2 separate regions of the Anser cygnoides genome follow, and region 2 is linked to region 1. The links are chromatin contacts, called in public Hi-C maps. All regions are on one chromosome and are shown on one strand. The core of a region is the stretch at or near the end of the contact, and the rest is flanking DNA. Distances in the headings are between cores, read along the strand shown.

Region 1 (3,388 bases), core at 327-2,826:
TTTGGGAGTCCTTTGATCATATCTGGTAGCTCTGTTGTGGGTGGTGTACTCCTGCAGAGTTGCGTTCAAAGTGGAGATAGTTACGTCAAAAATACAAAGTTAGGGTTGTAGCTTGGTGGTTCAGAGGCCTAATTTATGCTCCCAGCTTCAGATGTTAATTTATCAGCAACCTGAGTGGAATAACTTCACTGACATCAGGTCAGCACCAGAATCCCACCTACAGCATCCAGACAAGTTTGCTCTGCAGAGCTGAGGGCTGGCCTAGCCTGCAGCCTGCCTGCCAGGCCTTCAAAGCGACGGGTGGCAACTTTCGCTCTGTAATTACTTCGTAATAACTTTTGCTTTGCAAGAACTAAAAATTACTAGTATGAATTTTCTGACATGGAAGGCAAATTGTTGATAGAGAAAGGCGGACTTCCAGCACAGTGCTTTTCGGGCAGTACTGCCTCTGCAGTGAGATGCTTTTTGATGTGTTGAGCCTGCAAGGTGCCTGAGCAGAGGTGCCTGGCAGTGTGCAGGGGGATATATGGCCTTGTAGGGCTTTGGTGAAAACAGACATATAGGTGGAGTCGCCATCCGAGAGACAGCCTCACGCACATATCATGTCCATCAGGTATTACATTTGGGGTTTTGATAAATCTGAAGCCCATTGGAACGAGGTGACTCAGCCTTAGGGATCAGCAAAGGAGCCCGTATGCTGTTTGTTACTCCTAATCTCTCAGTTTTAAAACTAATCTCCAGATATATCGCTGTTGACATACACTATCAGCCTCTCGTGATAAGGGGGCCTATTGTTTTGAACGCAGCACAGCGCCTTCCCTCACCCGCTTGTGGGGGTGCGGGCAGGAAACACAGCGCAGGGTTACGAGGTAGGGCAGAAAACCCTGAGGCCTAAAATACCAGAGAGGTAACTTTAACTTGTGCTTGTGAGCAACAGAGCTGAGAGAAGCTGCCGTGCCCCTGGGCCACGTTCGGGGCACACTATGGCTCCTGAGGGGCCTTGGGGATGGCTGCCAGCACCCTGCTGCCCCCCAAGGGCTGGGGAAGCTGAGCCGGGAGCGGAGGGGCAGGGCTTTTTGTTCACTTTTCATTTATTTATTTATTTATTTTTTGCCTTAGCACGGCGGAGCTCGGCCGTCCCCAAGAGGGCGCCTCCCCCCCCCCCCCCCCGGGAAATAACGCGCCCCCCCCCCGTGCACCCCGAGCCCCCCCAGCCCCGCCGGGGCACGGGGCTCCGCCCCGCCCCGCACCGCTACGCCCCGCCCCGAATAGGTGCGGCGGGGGGCGGGGCCCGAGCGTTAAGCCACGCCCCTCGGTGGATCGCCACGCCCCCGTGGCGGATAGCCACGCCCCCCTCGACAGCCCGCTCCGGGCCCCTTCCTCCGCCACCGCCCTCCCGCGACTGCGCTTGCGCCTGGCCCGTTGGCCCGCCCCACCGCCGTCCGCCATTGCGGCCCGCCCGCGGGCGGAACCACTCCCCGCTAACTGGGGGGGGGGGGGAGCTGGGGAGCGTGTGTCTGTGGAGATTGGCCACGTGCCCTTTATGCGTTTAAGGGGCTCGCTCTCAACTTAAATGCCGACTTTGTTCAGAGAAAGCTCGTCGTTGTTGTTAACTGAGGAAAAATGACTCCTTTGCCGCGGTGGCACCATGTCGGCTCCCCCCCTTTCGGCCGGTGGTTGGTCCCAAACCGGAGGCCGCCGCTCGGCCGCGCTGAGGCCGGGTCCGCGTGAGCGTGAGGGGGCCGGGGCCGGGCCGCCATGGTGAGCGCCGGGCGGGGGGGGAGGGGGGCGCGTGCCGCCCCCCAACGGCCCCCCAACGGCCCGGCCGGGGGCAGCCTCGGGCCCGCGGCAGCGCTGAGGGGGCCGTGCTCATCGTTCGTGTTTTACCGGTGATTAACCAAATGTCCTCCTGCAGCCGCACAAGAAGAAGAAGCCCTTCATAGAGAAGAAGAAAGCTGTGACGTTTCACCTAGTGCACAGGAGCCAGAGGGACCCGCTCGCTGCCGACGATACCGCGCCACAGAGAGTTCTGCTGCCTGCCCAGAAAGTAAACGTTTGCTTTTAACGCTGGGGTTCGCTCGGATAAGAGGTGCTGCAGGAGGGGAAAGCGCTGCACAATCGTACAATTCAAGCCCGTAGCCTGAAAGGAGATATTGTTTAGTCCAGCTTATTAAAAAGAAGGAGATGTTGCAGGGATTTGATAGTTGTGAGTTACTGTCTGGTGGGTTAAGGAGGACTAGCTGACACTGCTTTATTTCTGTTTTAAAATATATTCGTATCCACAAAGATTGACCAACCCAGCCTGGAAAAAGCAGGCTTTGTTAGTTTTGCTGCTTATAGAAGAAGTTCTTTAAGTTTGTGCTCAGACAGCATCCAGGTGCTGAAGCAGATGGTCACAGCATTCTCATTTACAGTGCGTTAGGCTAATGAGCAGAGAGGTGACTCTAAGAACTGCTGTGGAGTCAGCATAATTGGATCCAAGTTCGCTTGGATCCAATTCAGAGAACTCTAGTTCTTACTCCTAATACATTTCTTTCACGTAAGTGAACATAACCTGTGCTTTTTTTAATCAGGGTTTTCCTTTTCAATGTACTTTCACCCATACCTTAAGCCTAATTTTATTCCTGCCTCTTTTGTTTTTTTTTTTTTTTTCTGCAAGCTGTTTTCAGCACGGAGGAATTAGGCTGGTTGTTGTGGTTTTTTGTTTGTTTGTTTTTGATTGGTTGGTTCAGGCAGTTCAGGCACTGTCAATGAATGCATTGCTTTCCTTTTTGCTAATAAGTTTTATGTGGACTTAAATAACTAATTGCACTTTTTCTTCCAATTCCAAGGGTCATGATGAGCAGAGGAGAGAAGAGCAGCGGAAGTATGGAGTCTTCTTCGATGATGACTATGACTATTTGCAGCATCTGAAAGAAGCCTCTGGTCCCTCGGAGCTTGTCCCTTCTGTGCGTGGACAGCAAAGCAGAATTGTCATCACAAGTGAGGGTCACATAGAGGATGAAATTCAACGAATTGCTGTAAGTTGTACTTTGCTACTAATCATCTTATTTTTGTACTGTTGAGAGTAGCAGCCTGTAGACAAATTGATCATATTGAACAGGTGTTACAGTGGCTGTGGTCTATATATGAAGGATGCTCTTGATCCACAGTCAGACTTTCCTACAAGTAAAAATAAAAGTTGACAAGCCAAGGTCTGTTGATGGTCTGTTGCTACCACGGTGTTAAAATATCTTATGTACTCGTGATAAGCTTTTCTTGATGGAGTATTGACCTCTTACAGATGTATTTGGTTGAACAAGTTGTGTTGCTCTGGGGTTGGCATTTGTTCTGAAAAATTTTAAAGCTTTTGAATGCTCTGGGAGTTAGGAATATGGGGTACTGCTAA
Region 2 (3,388 bases), core at 376-2,875, 140 kb before region 1:
AAAAAAAAAACGAAGAAAGAAGAGGCTGTGACAGTCTTCCTCCATGCAAGAACCTGAAAAAAAAAAACACCTCTTATTTTAAAGTATGTAATTGCATAAAAAGAGGTAACATCCTTCCTTCTTTTCCTTTGTCAACACTTCTGCTCTGACAGGATTAAGTTTTAGAACTGTACTGACCAAGGCTGTGCAGCTCTGAAGGGAAGAAGGCAGACTGGGTGACCATTGGGGTTTTTGACTTTCCCTTTGAAGGTGTCAGCAAAGGACCTCAGCCACCTGACTGTGCATGCTGCCAGAAGGCCCTGGAGCAGCTCCACACCTATACATACCTACGGATGGGAGGCAACAGGGACATAAACAACTTTATCAACTAAGAAGAACCAGTGGATGTTTTTAGAAAAACAGTACAAAATTAATATTTGAGCCTGAATCTGTGTACGAATCCTACTCTGGGAGCACAGCACTCAGAGTAAGGCTTGGTCCAAAACTTAGCTTTTTTTCACCCCACAGAGTCATTACTTAGTAAATAAAAAACTCCTGGTACCCTTAAACACAACTCTGTAAAAAATAAGCCAAACACTGCCTTCAAAAAACTGGTTTGCTTACAGGGAAGTTGATTTGTTTTACGAAAGTTGCATTTAAACTTTATTGTAGCTCTGCTGGAGAGCTGTTGTTAACCTTCATACTGTACATGATGCAGGGCACCTCACTCCAAGTCCTACAGGAAGTATTTGGTAGAGCACGGAAAGAAGGTGGCAAAACAAATGGCTACAGCCAAAGGGCCCGAGCCAGCGAGCACTCAACAAACCCAAGGTTTCATCCAGCCTTTGAACTACAACTACTTGAAGGATCTGGGCTTTCCGTTAAGTGGATAATACCACATAAACGAAGCACCAGCACAAAAGGCGCACAAGAAAACAGGAGGCCGTGTGCCAAGCAAAGGAAGCAATGCGGGGAGCGACGGGCTCCACAAGGGCTGCTCGAAGCCCTCTCAGAGGCTGTGGGGATCTGCAACACCTGTCCTGCACAGATCCTGGGGCAACCTGCTTCTTCTGACCCTTCACTGTGGCACCTGAGTGGTCTCCCTCTGATGCTTTATCTCCTTCACGAACATTGCAGAAAAAGCATCCTCCAGCTCTGGTCCCCCTGCTCACCGGGCTGACGCTAGCCCACCCGCTCAGCAGTGCCAGGGCTGCACACACCGCTGGCCGCACGTACCAGCCTCAAGCCCCTTCCCAACCGGGGCCATGAAGCCCGGGGTCTCTCTGCTCGGCCCCACCTGGGGTACAACCCCCTTGGGCTGTGACCCCCGTCCCCGAAGCGCTGCTCCCCGGGCAAGCCCCGTTACCGCCGGCGCGGGGGCCGCCATTTCGTGGGCGGGGGGCGAGGCGGGGAGCTCACCAGAACCACTCGCTGCCGAAGCTGGGCACCGAGAACACGCCCCAGTGGATGAAGACGCCGAATTTCGCCTCGTCAAACCAGGCGGGCAGCGGCCGGGCGTCCAGCGAGCCCCAGGTGGGCTGGTAGCGGGGCCGCCCGGCCAGGAGCCCGGGCAGCCCCAGCAGCAGCAGCAGCCCCAGCGGGGCGGACATGGCGGCGGCAGGCGGCCGGGCGGGGGCCGGGCGCAAGGCGGGGCCGGGGGCGGTGGCTCCTGCCCGCGGGGCCGGCCCCTGCCCGGAGCGAGAGGCCGAGACCAGCCGCGGCTGATCGGGCTCGACCCGGCCAGGGTTACCCCGGTGTGTGCCGGCCTCCTGGGTGGTTCCTGCTGCTATCTGCGCACCCCTCCCATAACTTTGCTCCTTCCCTGCCTGCCACCGGGCTGGGCGAGTGAGCCTCGTGGTTCTCCTCTTCTTGTGTGGAAAAGCACACGAGTCGAGGTGTTCCTGCCCGTCAGTACTCCTTCACTTGGCTGCTCTATCAGCAAGGGTTACCTGAATAGGAGGATTTTAAGAAAAAAAAAAAAAAAAAGTAATTGAGTACTTGATTTCTGTCCTGGTCGACATTCTGCCCTTCCTCATGCCCAGGAGGATGGCCATGGGCTGGAAGTGCCTGGCCATGCATGGCTGGTGACCGTCGCAAACACCCAGCCTTCTCCCTCAGTGTTTACCCAAAAAGCCACTTGCAGGGAGCACCGGGGCCTGCAGCCAGCACCAGGACTGAACGTCGGCTCTGCTGCCAGTACCCGCCTCAGAGGCAGCCCCAGCAGGCTGCTGGCGTTGCCTGTCCTGCCTGCTTCCAAATGTGGCTTCAGTGCCTCGCCACAGGCCTTCCTTCCCTCTCCTTCCCTAGCCGAGAAGAGCAGGGTGTTAGTTACCTCTGTGCTCTGCAGCTCCTGCTGGGAGGTGATGGCTTTGGGGGGGAAGAGGCATCTCCAAATGTGTCAAGGAGAGATTTCATTAAAGAATCATAGAATCATAGAAGCCACCAGAACAGCTTCACAGGAAGCCTGCGCTGAAACTGCCTTCCTGTAGTGGGTTTACATGGCAAGGTTTTGGTAGCAGGGGACTTGCAGGGGTGGCCTCTGTGAGATGAGTCCAGATAAGGGCTAGTTCAAGTCAGATCCAAAGGGACCCATTGCTGGCCAGAGCCAAGCCAATAAGCAATGTTGTTTGTGCCTCTGGGAGAGCAGATTTAAGAAAGGGAAAAACAAAACACAACAAAACAAAACAAAAAAACCTGCTGTGCAACAGTAGCTGGGACAACAAGGAGTGAGAACCAGCCCTGAAGCCCCCCAGGTCAGTGCAGCAGGAGGGCAGGAGGTGCTCCAGGCAGGGAGCAGCAGTTCCCCTGCGGCCTGTGGAGAGGCCCCTGGTGGAGCAGGCTGTCCCCCTGCAGCCCATGGGTCCCACACGGAGCAGATCTCCACGCTGCAGCCCGTGGAGGAGCCCCCGGTGGAGCAGGTGGATGTGGCCTGGAGGAGGCTGCGGCCCATGGAGAGCCCCCGCAGGAGCAGGCCCCGGGCCGGAGCTGCAGCCCGTGGAGAGGAGCCCACGCAGGAGCAGGGGGTCTGGGGGGAGCTGCCGCCCACCCGTGGGGGACCCGTGCTGGAGCAGTTTGCTCCTGGGGGATGGACCCCATGGTATGGAGCCGTGTGGGAGCAGTTCTTGAAGAGCTGCTGCCTGTGGGAAGCCCATGCAGGATCAATTCAGAAGGACGGCATCCCGTGGGAGGGACCCCACGTGGAGCAGGGGCAGAGTGACCATGAAGAAGCAGCAGAGGTGAAGTGCTACAGACTGACTGCAGCCCCCATTCTACTAAAAAAGGTAATAAATTTCTCTGATCTCCCTACACTGAGTCTGTTTTGCCCATGCCAGTAATTCTTGAGTGATCTTCCTGCCCTTATCTCAACCCTTGAGCCCTTTCCATCTAATTTTCTCCCCCTTTCCTCCTG

The links. A called contact is a pair of places that touch in the nucleus more often than the background predicts.
Region 2: a Hi-C map of liver shows a contact between it and region 1, with 2.2 times the contacts expected there. The contact joins the promoter of FUCA2 here to the promoter of LTV1 in region 1. A contact is called at or near these places in 2 of 7 Hi-C or Micro-C datasets (both in liver).

The regions. Positions count from the first base shown.
Region 1 is chr3:57,683,920-57,687,307 of Taihu_goose_T2T_genome, reverse strand. It overlaps LTV1 (LTV1 ribosome biogenesis factor), which reads left to right and starts at 1,576. Exons shown (of 11, transcript XM_013194208.3): 1 at 1,576-1,761; 2 at 1,916-2,047; 3 at 2,832-3,020. The coding sequence starts at 1,759.
Region 2 is chr3:57,828,558-57,831,945 of Taihu_goose_T2T_genome, reverse strand. FUCA2 (alpha-L-fucosidase 2) reads right to left here and starts at 1,625. Exons shown (of 7, transcript XM_048080772.2): 1 at 1,399-1,625. The coding sequence starts at 1,589.